5 separate regions of the Mus musculus genome follow, and all the other regions are linked to region 1. Evidence: chromatin contacts called from public Hi-C and targeted proximity ligation data. All regions are on one chromosome and are shown on one strand. The core of a region is the stretch at or near the end of the contact, and the rest is flanking DNA. Distances in the headings are between cores, read along the strand shown.

Region 1 (2,725 bases), core at 80-2,579:
ACTTGAGAGCTTGAGGCCTTGGGTTCCACACACCTGCCATACCTGACACTCTGTAACCATCAGATCCTAAATAACTGTTCAATTCAAAACAGTAACAAAGTAATAGAACCACCGCGCAAGACTGATTAGGGCTGTTGGGGGAGTGTCCTCTTTTGCCACTATGTTTTATTTTTAAAATAGAGCTTCAACAGCATTGCCAAACACAGTGCCATAAAAGTAAGGTTCGTCCTTGCCCTCGATGGGAGTCAGACCTGGGCAAAGAGTTACATATATAAACAACTGTAATACAAATAGCAACAGAGTACCACCTAGGTTGGTTTGATCCGCACACGAGGTCACGCTCATCTCTCTGGTTCTAACCACAGGTTCAGAACACAGTGGACTGTGTCGCTTACGGATATAAATGTACTAACTCTCCTTGCCCAAAACCCCGGGTGCACGAAGACGCGAACAGATCTGTACTTGGGCATTCTCATTGGGCTATCTGAACACCTATCCAGACCATATGTAGAAGTTAGGAAGCTGCGATACGAATGGAGAGCCTACAGAAGAGTCCCACAACCATGCCTAGCCCACGAGAGGAATTCCGTACTTACTCGCAGACCACAAGAACATAAAGCCGGCTCCGGTGCCCGCTCTCTTTTTTCCTTACCAAGATGCACATTTTGCAACTCCGGGATCTCTTCCTCCCTCCACCATCCGGTCAGAGCCACTCGGCAGCACCGTTCAGTTCTCTACAAAAAGTGCACACTCGCTCCGGCGGCTCCGGGTGAGGTGGGAGGCAGCCCCACGGGACCGCCCGCGCGCAGGTGACCGCGGGCTCCGCGAACCAGCCACGAGGCGGGCCCCGAGACTGCGGCGTGCGGGCGGGCGGGCGCGCCTTACCCGTAGTAGCGGAACGCGTTGATGACCTTCCAGAAGTGCTCGCGCTCCAGCCGCTCCTCGTCCTCGGCGGTGCCGCGCGCCGGGGGCCCCGCAGGCGCGGCCGAGCCCAAACGCCCGGCGGAGAACTGCACCTCCACGTCCTCGCTTCGCCCGCCGTCCTGGGCCGGTTGAGACGCGGGCGGAGCGCGCTGTCGTCGCTGCATCGCCGCCGCGGCCCACGGCGTGACCCGCCTGCGCTTCCCGGCTCCCGAGTGCGTGGTGGCGAACGGCCGGGCCTCCTCTAGACGGCGCCGGCCGCGGCCGAGGCCCCCGCTCGCGGCACGCCCCGCCCCCGCCGCCCTCAGGCCTCCATTCGCGCTGCGCTCCGCCAGGGTTTCGGGACCCGCGCACGCGCCGACGACCAGGCTAAGGCCGCGGCCGCCCGCGTTCATTCGCTGCCGGGCTTCCGCTACGACGCGCTGACGTCCGAATACGCTTAGAGGGCGGGGTCTAGGGCCAGCTGGAGGAGGAGCTCCTTTGCTGGGGGCGGTGCTAGAGCAGCAGGCACCAATGAGAGCCAGTGGGCGGGGCCACGAATCTGGCCCGCTGGAGTGGGACGGGCTCTGAGGCTGGAAAGGAAGGGCAAGAGAAAGAAAAAGTGGGTTTTCAGGAATTGATTTTGAATGTTTTAACTTTAGAAACTCAAAAAGGCAAGGTCTTAAGTTAGCCCTTGAAACTCGTTTTCTAAGTGGATTCCCTTTAAGCACCCATGAAGGCACAATTAAGAGTGCTTCAGGGAAAAGTCCAAGTTGCAGAATCAGAAGACATTCCATTAGCTGGGAGATGAACCAGAGTCAGTGTTTCCAATCAAACCTTCAGAAAACTGAGAAGCAAGCCCTGAAGGTTTGTGAGCTGGTCGCTCGTCTTGTAAATTCACTCCACAATGACATCAGTGACCTCCTTGCTCAGGATGTCATGGCTATGGGAATAGTTACTGGCAGCATAGCATCTTCCTCGCCTGTGATGAGCTACTCGAGATAGAAATGTAGCAGAGCCCCAGATCTTAGAAGGCCCTGAGACCTTAGCTCACCTGAATCTATGATGAAGTGCCGTTAAGGCTGTAAAACTCAGCACACAGACAGCACCACTGCCAAAGTAAAACAAAGGCTGAATCCATCAAAGTCCATAGCTCCGGGGAAGTCTGTAAATGTACTTGCTTTTTAGCTCTTGGACGTCTGCTTCTGGCTACCTGTTCTTGCTAACTTTAGTGTGTCAACCCAAAACATAATTTTTGTGTATAAAGGTCATCCTGCAAGAGGCTCACTGCTACACTGGGATCCCGAACATCCGGTGTCGTCAATGGCCGGCTAATCGAGCTTTCCATTGGCTTAAACCCATGTCTGAACAGTCCTCTCTGGTGGACACCTCACAACAGAAGAACTGACAGTAGGCGTTAGTGTGATCTTCATCCGTGACTGAGTTCCAATTCTACAAACACTGCTCTGAGCCCTTGCCTCTTGCCAGTGCCTGTCTCCCCAAATAAGGTGAATAGGGTCTTCTCAACAATGGCCCTGTCACTTGGTATCTTGTCATAAAACTGGATACCATGTCCCAGGAAGTAGAGCCCTCAGCAGGGATTGCCCATCTGGACTCCAGTCTTGTCAAAGTGGATACATACAGATGCTCTCATAAACCTGAGACTGGTAGCACTCTGTGCCAACAGAGGAATTAGAGGATGGTGTTTCAGTCTCTCTCTCTCTCCCCCCCCTCCCCCGCCCTCTGTGTGTGTGGCGGGGGGGGGGGGGGGGGGGGGGAAGGTGTAGAATCTCACTATGTACTCCTGGCTGGCCTAAAACTCAAG
Region 2 (2,725 bases), core at 114-2,613, 1.9 Mb after region 1:
AGCATTTGCTTCAGAGGACCTGAACTCCGTTGCCAGCACCCACCCACATGGAGGCTCACAACCTCCTGTAACGCCAATAACCAGAGAGCTATTCCTGAGGGTACCAGGTACGGATGTAGAAAACACTTATACACACACACAAATGAAATTTAAAATTGTGCTAAATAAAAACTCATTAAAAAAAACCAACATGGATGAAGGTTTAGAATCTTGATAGAAAAATCCATGAAAACAGAAGGGGTCCTATTTGGGAAGAAGGAATCAGTCAATAGGACAAGAAAGAGTCATGGGTAATAAACGACCAAAATATACACATTTATCAAGATGTTATAATGAAACCCATTATTTTGTAAAATATATGCTAATATATTCTTTAAAAGCTTAAAAAAGTTTACACTATTTTTGCTCTTTTTTTTTTCTGAAATAAATTTGAGATACTTGATGACTATGCACAAAATACACTCAGTGCCAAATCAGGATGTGCCTTGCGAAGAGAAAGTTGAAAGTGTACTGCTGCCTCTGAAATCCTCAGAGGATTAATGTCGGTTCTGTAAGTTGCACCTCTGTCTTGTGACCTCAGGACTTTGGGACCAATTTTCTCTAAGTCCAAGCGTGGAGCGGAGACACTACTTATTTTAGCTTGGCCACTAAGGCTCAGAGGTGTCTTTCTTGGTTCTTGGCAGGCTCTCTGCTGTCTCCGGACTGACTCAAACGTGCTACTCTTTAACATGACTGGCGGCTTTCACATAAATGATTTGACCGGAAAAAGGTGCCAAGAGCAGTTGCACATTAAGAACTTGGAATTTATCTCCCAACTTTACTCTCCCTCGCCCCTCCTCAGCACAGATTAGTAGCTGAGGAAGTAAGGGAAGGCAACTGAAGGGCCAGTTCGCATCCTTGCCAGGAGAAGGGAGAACGTCAGGAAGTACCCAAGCACCAAGGCTGGCCGAACCTCACAACTGGTAATAATGGGGGAAAAGCGTCCTGGGAAACTGCCTCAGGAAACTTCCCGCAACCTCGCACCAAGCTGTACACTCTCCACTCTTTGGATCCCGCGATCTTAGTTTTCTCTTTCGGAAGCGGCGTTCCTGTCGGTTATCATCACGCCCCGCCTCCTAGAGAAAGTTCGCTGCGGGTAAAAAGGAGAATCATTCCGGGGCGGGGTCTCCAGCGCTCGACTGGTGTTCTGTTGCTAAGCGACGGATAGGAGGCGCGGCCGGCGGGAGAGGCCCGGCGGTCCGCTCGCGGGCAAGGGCGGGCCCGCGGCTGCGCAGCCGCCGTCCTTCACTCTCGCTCCCGGCCGCGCCTCCAGTTCCGCGTCGGTCACGCCCCCACGCGCAGCCCGAGCTGCGCACGCGTGGTGCGAGCGGCTACCTTCCTTCTGTGGGGCTCGCGGTCGGGTTGAGGGGACCCGGCAGCACCCGCACCGTAGCTGGAGCGGGCCGGGAGCCGGTAAGCCGAGCCGTCTCGAGGGAGGAGCAGCCCGGGTAGTGCCGCGGTGCCCTCCGCGGCAGAGAGGAAAAAAAATGGTATTCGAGTCGGTGGTCGTGGAAGTGTTGAACCGGTTCCTGGGAGACTATGTGGTGAACCTGGACGAGTCCCAGCTCTCCCTGGGCATTTGGAAAGGTAACGGGGTCGCCGCTCCAGGGTCGCGGGAGACGGCGGCGCGGTTTCTCGTGGCTTCGGTCCTTGGCCAGCCCGGCGCCGCCACCTGCAGCTGCCCGCCTCGCCCTTCAAGTTATGTAAAGCGGGGCGGCGGTTCCCGGGCGGGCGGGCGGGCGGCGCGAGCCGTGAGGTTGGGGGAGGCGCTGGCTGAAGCCTCGCGTCCCGGTGGGGCCGGGTGCTGGTGACCCTTGGCCTCCGCTGGGCAAGGGAGGCATCCCTGGCAGTTTGGCCCCGGGCTGTCAGGAAGGCTCCGGCGAGCCCACGGGGAGTCGCACGCCGACTTGCACGTGAAGACCAGGCGCCGTCCGCGAAGACACCCTTCGTCCCTTCCCTGCCCCACTTCACCGTGCTTTCTAGGCGAGTTCCGGTCCGGCCACTGAACTTGGACTTGGGTGTTGCTTAGCTGGGACAGGCAAATGACAGGGGGAATAAAAGGAAAGGAAAGCCCCTTTCAGAGTATCTCAGAGTTACTTAGGTTTTCAGGTCGCAGCCTGACCAGGTGGGAATGTGGGTGTTTGTAAGACCTGAGTTTTTTGTTTTTTTAAAGAACGAAAAGAAAATGCAGGAAAACAGACGGTCAAAATGTAATTTGGGCTTTCCGTTTCTCGGACCTGACGAAGACGTGATGAGCACTCCTCTCTGTTGCTTAGATGGGAAGGGCTGCATCTACCCCTTCACTGCAATGATTTACCTAATACAGTGTCTTATTTTTAGTGTTTCCATCTGTATTGCATTAGACTCTTGTTTATTTTAAGTAGCTATTAGCAAGTAGAGGCCTTTTTTGAAATGAACGTTCCAGGCCAAAGTTAGGGTTAATTATTTGTGTAAATAGTGTGTGCATTCTCTGATAATGTACTTACTTAAAACTTTCTAAAAGTTCTCGTTTATCTTGAGCCTTCTCATTTTTGAAATAATGAAAACAAGTAATTTAGTTTTATTAAACAAACAAGCCCTCAATGTAGCTAGGTACCTTCTTCCACGATAACGTGGGCAATTGATCTGTAAGAGCTAGCACAGCCTCTTTGAGATCAGGTACTTGCAAGTTGCTTAGTCTGCGCTG
Region 3 (2,725 bases), core at 166-2,665, 1.8 Mb after region 1:
CCACCCCAAAGAGACCTCACGCCGTCTGTCCGCCCCTTTCAGGAAGACGTGTTGGAGTTTCTCCACCCGCCAAGCTTCTTGCCTCCTAATTCCCTGCCTATTATCTTTCTGCCCCCTAAATCAAGGTTCTGGGGTGCAAAGAGCAATTCGTGCCTCGCTGAACCTGCCAAAAAATGGGCCGATCTGTAGGCCCCAGCTCTTCTTTCTATTGGTTTCCACTTACAACCCTCTGGGCGTCTCTGTTTCTCCAAGAGAAAAGGAGCTGGAGACAAAGGTGCTCCAAACTGGAGACCTAAATGGCTAGGCCACCGGGAAACTAAGGGAGAGTGGGTGAAAAGACTGAATGATAAAGGGAGAGAGCTATGCAAGACCTGACGGGTGAGAAAGCAGTGCCGTGCCCCCTTGCTGTGGAACAGCAGACCCCCACAACTAGACAGTGACCCCTTCTCAGTGGTCAGACGGCTGAAGCCTGGGCTGGCAAGCGGGAAGTGAAAGCGAAGGGTCGGGGTGACCAGTGGAAATGGAGAAGGGGCGGAGACGAGAAATTGTGCCTTCTTGCCCCTTCTTCAGCAAAAGAAGAGGCTGTGGAGGCGGCGGCGGCGGAGTCCCTCAGCCTCGGTCATGTGATAGTCTCGAAGCGCAAGCTGCAGGGGTCTCGGCGTCTCGGGGACCATTACAAAACGCAGCCAGGAGAGCGCGTCGCTGCCACAGCAGCGCGTCTTCTCAAAACCCGCGGGGCAGAGCGGCTGCAGCTGCAGCTCAGACGGCTGTTCGGACCGGGCGAGCCGGGTCCTAGCCTGTCTACGCAGACGCCCCCTGCAGCCTGCGGCTAGCTCCGGGAGTTCTGACACCGTCCCCTCCATAGAGCCTGACGGTGGGCGCCGCTGCTGTAGACAGCACCAAACTTTTTTCTTGGAACCACCACCTAGAGCTCGGTGCCTCTTCCATTTTCAGCTTGCCTGCAGATCTCCTGAAAAAAGAGGGTACGTACGTACAGTAGCGGATAGGAAAGTGCGCGCTCCCTCTCTCTCTTCTTACCCTGTCTACCCCTTTTTGTAAGATTTGAACTCCAGCGCGGACAGACCCAGTACCAGGTCAGCTTCCAGGGTCGAAAGATCGGTCACCAGTGGCCTCGGGACAGCTAGTGTGGACTCGAGCTTAAAAAGCCAGTCTTCATTATCCAGTTGGTTTGATCTGAGCTGCCTTTGTACCGATAAAGGGAAAAGAGACCAAAAAGAAACTCATTCCACAGCCTTTCGCTCCAGAGCTCAAGTCTAGTCATCCAAGAGGAGGACGAGACGGAGAAAAGCAAGGTAAAGCTGGCGAGTCTCTCTGGCTACTGTGAGGGCCTGCCCACGACAGTCAAGACCAGAAGTTGTGAGCGCCATAAAACTGTATTGGCTCAAAAAGCCAATTGCGGGGACCCGGGGCAGCTCCCCGAAGGAGGAGGACCAAGGCAAAAGGGGTCTGGGGACCAAGAAAGCTGGGGATCAGGCTGCGCAGGTGGAGAGAGAATTAGTGGGGACACTTAAGCCTGGTATCCGGCTTTCCGAGAGGCGTTAAGGCCCACTGTGGGCCGGACGGAAGTGGAAGAGCCTGGGAAGATGCCACGGCCAGGGAAGAGTTCCTACAGCGACCAAAAGCCGCCCTACTCTTACATCTCACTGACCGCCATGGCCATCCAGCATTCGGCTGAGAAGATGCTGCCTCTGAGCGACATCTACAAGTTCATCATGGAGCGCTTCCCCTACTACCGCGAGCACACGCAGCGCTGGCAGAACAGCCTGCGCCACAACCTCTCCTTCAACGACTGTTTCATCAAGATCCCTCGGAGGCCGGACCAACCCGGTAAGGGCAGCTTCTGGGCGCTACACCCTGACTGCGGTGACATGTTCGAGAACGGCAGCTTCCTGCGGCGCCGCAAGCGCTTCAAGGTGCTACGCGCAGACCACGCTCACCTACACTCAGGAAGCAGCAAGGGCGCGCCCGGCACGGGGCCAGGAGGTCACCTGCATCCCCACCATCCCCACCACGCACACCACCACCACCACCATCACCACCACGCCGCACACCATCACCACCATCACCACCCGCCGCAGCCGCCCCCGCCGCCGCCGCCGCACATGGTGCCCTATTTCCACCAGCAGCCGGCTCCGGCTCCGCAGCCTCCACACCTCCCGTCGCAGCCCGCGCAGCAGCCACAGCCGCAGTCGCAGCCTCCGCAGACGTCCCATCCCGGCAAGATGCAGGAGGCGGCGGCCGTGGCGGCGGCCGCAGCAGCGGCGGCGGCCGCAGCGGTGGGCAGCGTGGGGCGTCTGTCTCAGTTCCCACCCTACGGGCTGGGCTCGGCCGCCGCCGCCGCCGCTGCAGCCGCCGCGTCCACCACAGGCTTCAAACATCCGTTCGCCATAGAGAACATCATCGGGCGGGACTACAAGGGCGTGCTGCAGGCTGGAGGGTTGCCTTTGGCGTCGGTCATGCACCACTTGGGCTACCCCGTGCCGGGCCAGCTCAGCAATGTTGTCGGCTCCGTGTGGCCTCATGTTGGCGTGATGGATTCGGTAGCCGCGGCTGCCGCTGCTGCCGCCGCAGCTGGGGTCCCGGTAGGCCCGGAGTATGGGGCATTCGGGGTGCCAGTCAAGGCTCTGTGCCACTCGGCAAACCAGAGCCTGCCAGCTGTACCGGTGCCCATCAAGCCCACGCCTGCGCTACCACCCGTGACCAC
Region 4 (2,725 bases), core at 106-2,605, 1.5 Mb after region 1:
CCCACAGTCTATTTTCTTTACTATTTAAATTTAATTATCCTACATTTTTATGTTCTGGGCATATTACCAATTATAATGCCAGGAAAACTTTCATCACATGAAGACTTTGAGATGGCTTATTCTGAAGCAGCTCCCATCTTCCTCTGTGGGAGGCTGGGGGGGGGGGGGGCTTTGAGGAGGGGGAAAGGGTAGAGATGGGGATGGTGCTAGAGCCCTGGAGCTCTGGGGTGACTAGGCAGGGATGAGTGGTGGTGGTGGGGACTGGGGCTGGGGTGGGGCGGGGTGGGGCTGGGGTGGGGCTGGGTGGGGCTGGGTGGGGCTGGGGCTGGGGCTGAGGCTGGGGCTGGATGGGTGGGGTTGGGGTGAAGCTGGGGCTAGGGGCACTTTTCCTGGTTGGATATGGGTCTAAAAACTACTCACAAAATCAGTTACTGATACTAATCTGTAGAGAGTCGGGCAATTGGTGAAAGGATGCCCCTCTCCCTTAAAACATGGCCAGTGCTCTCTTTGCAGGGCAGTATCTGCCACCCATCACCTCTGCCGGGTAGAAATCGAGTGTTATCGTCTAAAGTGGCCAGGGGCACTTTATCGTTAATTGCTTACACAATTTACTTTTTCAGCGAAATACTGACATTTCATACATAAAATAGTGGTTCTGTCTCTTGATTCTGATAGGCCAGTGCGAACAGCAGAAGCCCATTTTTGAGAGTGACCTACTTCTGTAGCTTAGAAATCAGGTAGGTTGTAAATGTTCTAAGATTTATCAGAAAAATATTGAGAAGTGGGTGTTGTTATAGTAGCTTCGATAACTTTTAGAAACGCAAAATGTGAACTCCTCACTACTCCGGCAGCCTGCCCACACCATCCAGACATTACAGTCATCCTCTCTCGGCGGTCTCAACAGTTTTAACACGGTCACTTCCTCTAATTTATTGTCTGCATATTTATCCTAGACATAAATGAATAAAAATTGATTATAGCTATGCAGAGGTGTGTTAGATAATTGTCTGCAGCCAGGAAGGGGGCGAGAAATCGAAAGCTTGCCTGCTCCTTGGTTCTGAGCTGGTCAGCTGTCGGGTGTCAGGGGTGAGGGACCGGGCAGAATCCAGCCTCCTCTTGCCCCCTCCTCCCTCCTCCAACTTCCCAGCGGCAATAGACAGGCTTCAAGAAGGACTGTCTCCATTGCAATCTCTCCTCGCCCGGCCCAATCTTCCTAAAGTCTGACCAGGACCCACCTACCTTCTGAGGGTGACAGGAGGCTTGCTAGCGAGAGGAACAGAAAGATGCGCGGTTCTGGCGCTTCAGCATCTCCCTTCTGGAGCAGTTAACACCAAGTACAGATTCGCCTCCATTTTCTGGTCACGTGATCCCTGGCACATCTAAATAAGGCTGATCACCTGCCTCCTAGATCTCCTAGTGCACCAGCCTGCTGTGCCTGGCGCTGGAGCAGAAGCTGGGAAAGGCAGCGTTTGGGAATAGAAAATACTCCCGCGGGATTATGGAGTCACAAACACCCTCTTGATTTTTATGTCATTTTTACGAAAACCGCTGCCACTCCTTTCTCTGAATAAGGCTGCATTTGAATTTCTTCAACATACAAGTTTGAAAGAGATTCCGTTCCTAGAAACCTTTTAAACACACACACACACACACACACACACTACCTCTACAGCGTATCTACAAAAAAAGGTAATTGAGCATTTAATGAACAATGATTAAGATAATACAGAGAACCATAAAAAAACATAGAAAAAATAGTTCTAGAAAAAAAAAGTCAGAAAGTTCTAGAAAAGCCAGGATGCCCACCCAAGACTCATACAGCTCTAAGGTGCATGGTGGATTAAATATGCTGCAAACAGAGATTTGAGTTTGAATCTAACCTCACTTACTAGCTAGTTTGCAGGAGACTATGACAGCATGGCGCCTCAGCTCTCCAGCTCACAGACAGCAATAATAATGCTACTTTAAAACTGTAAGATAACCTATCCAGCGGGGCTGGGTTGAAATAGCTTTGCAGCAAATGTTCACTACTATTAATTCTAGAATTGCCAGCAGAGACTGGGGATGCCATTCTGCTAGAAAAGCATTTGCCTCATGTGTACAGTGGTCTTGGATTCAATCTTAATAAGCCAGGCATGGTGACGCATGCCTATAATCCCAGCATCCAGGTGGAAGCAGAAGGAACAGAATGCCAAGGTCATCTTTAGCACAATAGCAGTTGTGAAGTCAGCCTGTGATACACAAGGCCCTCTCCAAATGAATGAATGATTCAATGAGTAAGTAAATAAAGAAATATATATATAAATTACAAAATAGAAATGCCATCTGGAGTACCGATATAATTATGGCAAGTAAAGTATCAAAGGACATTTATATAATAGATGGGAACATAATCAGTTTCAGCCCAATTGTTATTTACTTATTTATTCATTTATTGAAAAACTGTCTTGCTGGGTTGAGGCTGGCCTCAAACTAATGGTGGTCCTCCTGTCTCTGGGGTTACAAATGTGAGTCACCATGCCCAAACTTTATACCAACTCTTAATTAGAGACACTTTTAAAACTCACATTTTGGGCACTGTGATTAAAATGCTTCCTGTTCTTGCAGAGGACCCAGATTCAGTTCCTACCACCCACACCAGGTGACTGACAACCACCTGTAACTTCAGCACCATGGCATCTAACACCCTCTTGAGCCTCCTCTGGGTACCAGCATGCAAATGGTA
Region 5 (2,725 bases), core at 106-2,605, 1.3 Mb after region 1:
GGAAAGGGCTCATGTCCTTTCTCTGTTCTAGACCTAACACATAATCCACTATAAAAGGAGCTGGAAGTGTGGCTGGTCTTCTAGATGATCCCAGTTCAATTTCTACCACCCGCAGGGAGACTCACAGCCATCTGTAACTCCAGTTTGAGAGGACCAATGGCCTCAGAGGGCACTGTATGCATGTGATGAACATACAGACACACAACACATCCATGCACATAAAATAATAATGGAATTAAACTTAGAATGCATTATAACATTACTTTTCTGCATAAAATTAGAGCAAGAGAGCGAAAACTGTCACTGGAGGGGAAATCTCTTAAGGAAAGGGTCGAGGTTGAAGGAAGGAATCATTAACTCCCAGTTCATTGTTTCTGCAGGTGGCCAGAGCTGATGTTGCTTTCCCCTGGAAGACTCCAGGGAAAGGGGGAGGGGCAGGGAACAGGGACAAGGCAAACAAAGCAATCTTCCAAGAGTCAACCCCTAGAATAGAAGAGAGGAAGGGGCCAAGCTTAGCAGAAAGGACACATGGGGCTGGAGTTGGCATGAACTGGGGTGTTATTGTTCCACTCAGTAGACACCACTATCTCCTGTTCTGTTCTGTTGCGGGCAGTCCTTGGGGCAACCTCTTCAGATCTACAGCCCAAGAGGGTGAATTTCACAGATTGGTGCTTCCAAGACAGCTCAGCCTTGCTTTCTACACTCCCACGGATAATGTCTTCTATCCTTGAGGGGCACTAAGCATGCTCACCTGAGACCCACATGCTTGCAAACTTGTAGTTTCTCTAATCTGTATATTTGTGTATTGTTTACTATGTAAAGCATAACGTGTAAAGTGAGTTAGTACTACGAATTAAAGTGCGAAAGAGGAACCAGCTTTCAAGTAAAATCAGGATTACTTGGCAAGCTGCAACCAAAAAACTGACATTGCTTGTGAATATATTGGTTATTCAATAAATTCTGACATTCTGGTAACACAAAATGAGATACAAGGTTTATCTAGAAAATGATAAGGCATGGGCGACTCTAAAGTTGATGCAGTATAAACACGTTGGGCATTTTAACTTTTTACTTATTTTTAAGATCAGACAGGACAACAGTTGGCACATTTCCTGCTTCAGAGGAAGAAGACATAAAAGTTCTTAAAAGATCCCATCCAGGTAGCTTGTCCTTGGCCCAGAGAACCAAGAATTCTTAGGAAGCAAGAGGAAGTTTGGATTCTAGTTTTCTTCCCGGACAACTGCAACTCCCAGAGGGCGCCCTCACCTCGAGCGGTGGCCGCAGGTGGGCGAAGTGGAACCGGGGGCGTGGTCTTAAGGGTGGGCCTGGGGGCGTGGTCTCGAGGGTGGGTCCTAGGGCGTGGCGCTGGCTCGGAGGTCTGGAGCGCAGAAGGCTGAGCGCGCCAGTATCCGCTTGGCGAGCCGATCCAGCACTGTTTCGTGCGCCCTGCAGGCACAGGCTCCAGGTAACCTAGGCTGGGCCAGCGGTGGGGTTGCCCGGCAGAGTTGGACAGCACCGAACCGGATCTAACGGGCGGGACGGGCTGCACCAAGGAGGCAGTGGTGCTGGAGCAGGGAGAGGGCGCTTGGTTCGGGAACCCGGCTAGGATGGAGCAGGAGTCCTCTTAGCACTCTCCTTCCGGTCCTTCGGTGGGACGCGGATACACACGTGGCATCTAGAAGTCACTTTCTGACCACTCTTTCCCGGACTGGTGCAATGAGTGAGGGCTTAGAAATCAGGGTTGGTTGCAGGCATGAAAAGTAGAGACGAACGGTGTCTTGGGCGCCAAAGACTTAAACTTCGTAAGGCCACAGGCCAGTGTAGAGACGTTTGTGACTCCCTGTTAGAGCGCCGACCGAGAAGCCGACGCTGGGGCAGAGAATGACTACTTTAGGGTGATTGCAAACAGACTGGCCAGTTTGGGGTCCAAGCAGTCGCCGCTCTTCCTCTTGCCTTGGGCTGCAGGTCTGTTACAAAAACGGGTAATTCTTCTTAGACATGTTAGTTCTTTAGTTTTTGCTTTTTCTTGGGTTATTACTTTTTCTTTTCTTTTTTTTTTCTGCCTTCCTCCCTCCCTCCTTCATTCCTTCTCTCTTTCATGTGGCTTCGAACTCAAAGAGATCTTCCTGCTTCTGTCTACCAAGGTTAAAGATGAGCGCCATCACACCTCAAGAGTGAGAAGAAGTCCATCTCATGCGCATAGCTGCTCCCAGTCTTAGTTCTTTCAGTGCAGAATAAAAAAATGCAACCCCTTTCCCCGTGCAACTGTGGAGGATCCTCCAGTGGAGGATCCGAGCTTGGCTCTGCAAAAAAAAACAAGTGTCAGCTTGGTGTGTACTCTTTATCTTTCCTTTTCGCTGCAGAAGAGAACTGCTTTGTTACAAATAATGGAGCTAGAGGCAAACTGGTAGGTAGGAGGTAGTGTTCAGAGAGAGCACTGGTGCGTTGACTTGAGAAGGAGGGTGGGTGGGGCTGTGACCTGAATTTGGTGAGTGGTGGTGGGGGAGCAATATGATTTCTTCCTCTGGCCTGCTGCCCCTATTTAGAGCTGTTCTGAAAGGCGGGTTTGTCTTCTGGAAAGGAAGAGGAGGGGTAGACAGTTTTGTTTTGTTTTGTTTTGTTTTAAAGATCAGAGTAAATTATCTGTTAGTAGACAGGGACCCCTCTGCAGAGGATTGGAAGAAGGTTTCAGTTCTGGAAAGATGGAAAGCTACAGGTATCTCTG

What was found. A called contact is a pair of places that touch in the nucleus more often than the background predicts.
Region 2: a Hi-C map of muscle stem cells shows a contact between it and region 1, with 5 times the contacts expected there. A contact is called at or near these places in 6 of 39 promoter capture datasets (hematopoietic stem and progenitor cells, hippocampal neurons, liver and 2 more), 3 of 484 Hi-C or Micro-C datasets (CD4 T cells, CD8 T cells and muscle stem cells), 3 of 130 datasets of targeted methods (astrocytes, large pre-B cells and pro-B cells) and 1 of 9 other capture datasets (liver).
Region 3: a contact with region 1 is called in a targeted proximity ligation map of astrocytes, with 4 times the contacts expected there. A contact is called at or near these places in 3 of 39 promoter capture datasets (hippocampal neurons, liver and pre-B cells) and 1 of 130 datasets of targeted methods (astrocytes).
Region 4: a targeted proximity ligation map of embryonic stem cells shows a contact between it and region 1, with 5 times the contacts expected there. A contact is called at or near these places in 3 of 39 promoter capture datasets (hippocampal neurons, pre-B cells and second pharyngeal arch cranial neural crest) and 8 of 130 datasets of targeted methods (astrocytes, embryonic stem cells, large pre-B cells and 1 more).
Region 5: a contact with region 1 is called in a targeted proximity ligation map of microglia, with 5 times the contacts expected there. A contact is called at or near these places in 1 of 39 promoter capture datasets (hippocampal neurons) and 3 of 130 datasets of targeted methods (extraembryonic endoderm stem cells, large pre-B cells and microglia).

What each region holds. Positions count from the first base shown.
Region 1 is chr19:18,669,363-18,672,087 of GRCm38.p6, reverse strand. It overlaps Carnmt1 (carnosine N-methyltransferase 1), which reads right to left and starts at 1,329. Exons shown (of 8, transcript NM_026120.5): 1 at 886-1,329. The coding sequence starts at 1,088.
Region 2 is chr19:16,779,571-16,782,295 of GRCm38.p6, reverse strand. Vps13a (vacuolar protein sorting 13A) reads left to right here and starts at 1,363. Exons shown (of 72, transcript NM_173028.4): 1 at 1,363-1,626. The coding sequence starts at 1,527.
Region 3 is chr19:16,872,520-16,875,244 of GRCm38.p6, reverse strand. Foxb2 (forkhead box B2) reads left to right here and starts at 1,415. Exons shown (of 1, transcript NM_008023.2): 1 at 1,415-2,725. The coding sequence starts at 1,605.
Region 4 is chr19:17,135,406-17,138,130 of GRCm38.p6, reverse strand. All of the region lies in intron 9 of Prune2 (prune homolog 2), which reads right to left. Among named protein-coding and RNA genes, the nearest start is that of Prune2, 180 kb to the right of the region's middle.
Region 5 is chr19:17,355,297-17,358,021 of GRCm38.p6, reverse strand. It overlaps Gcnt1 (glucosaminyl (N-acetyl) transferase 1, core 2), which reads left to right and starts at 1,355. Exons shown (of 3, transcript NM_173442.5): 1 at 1,355-1,465.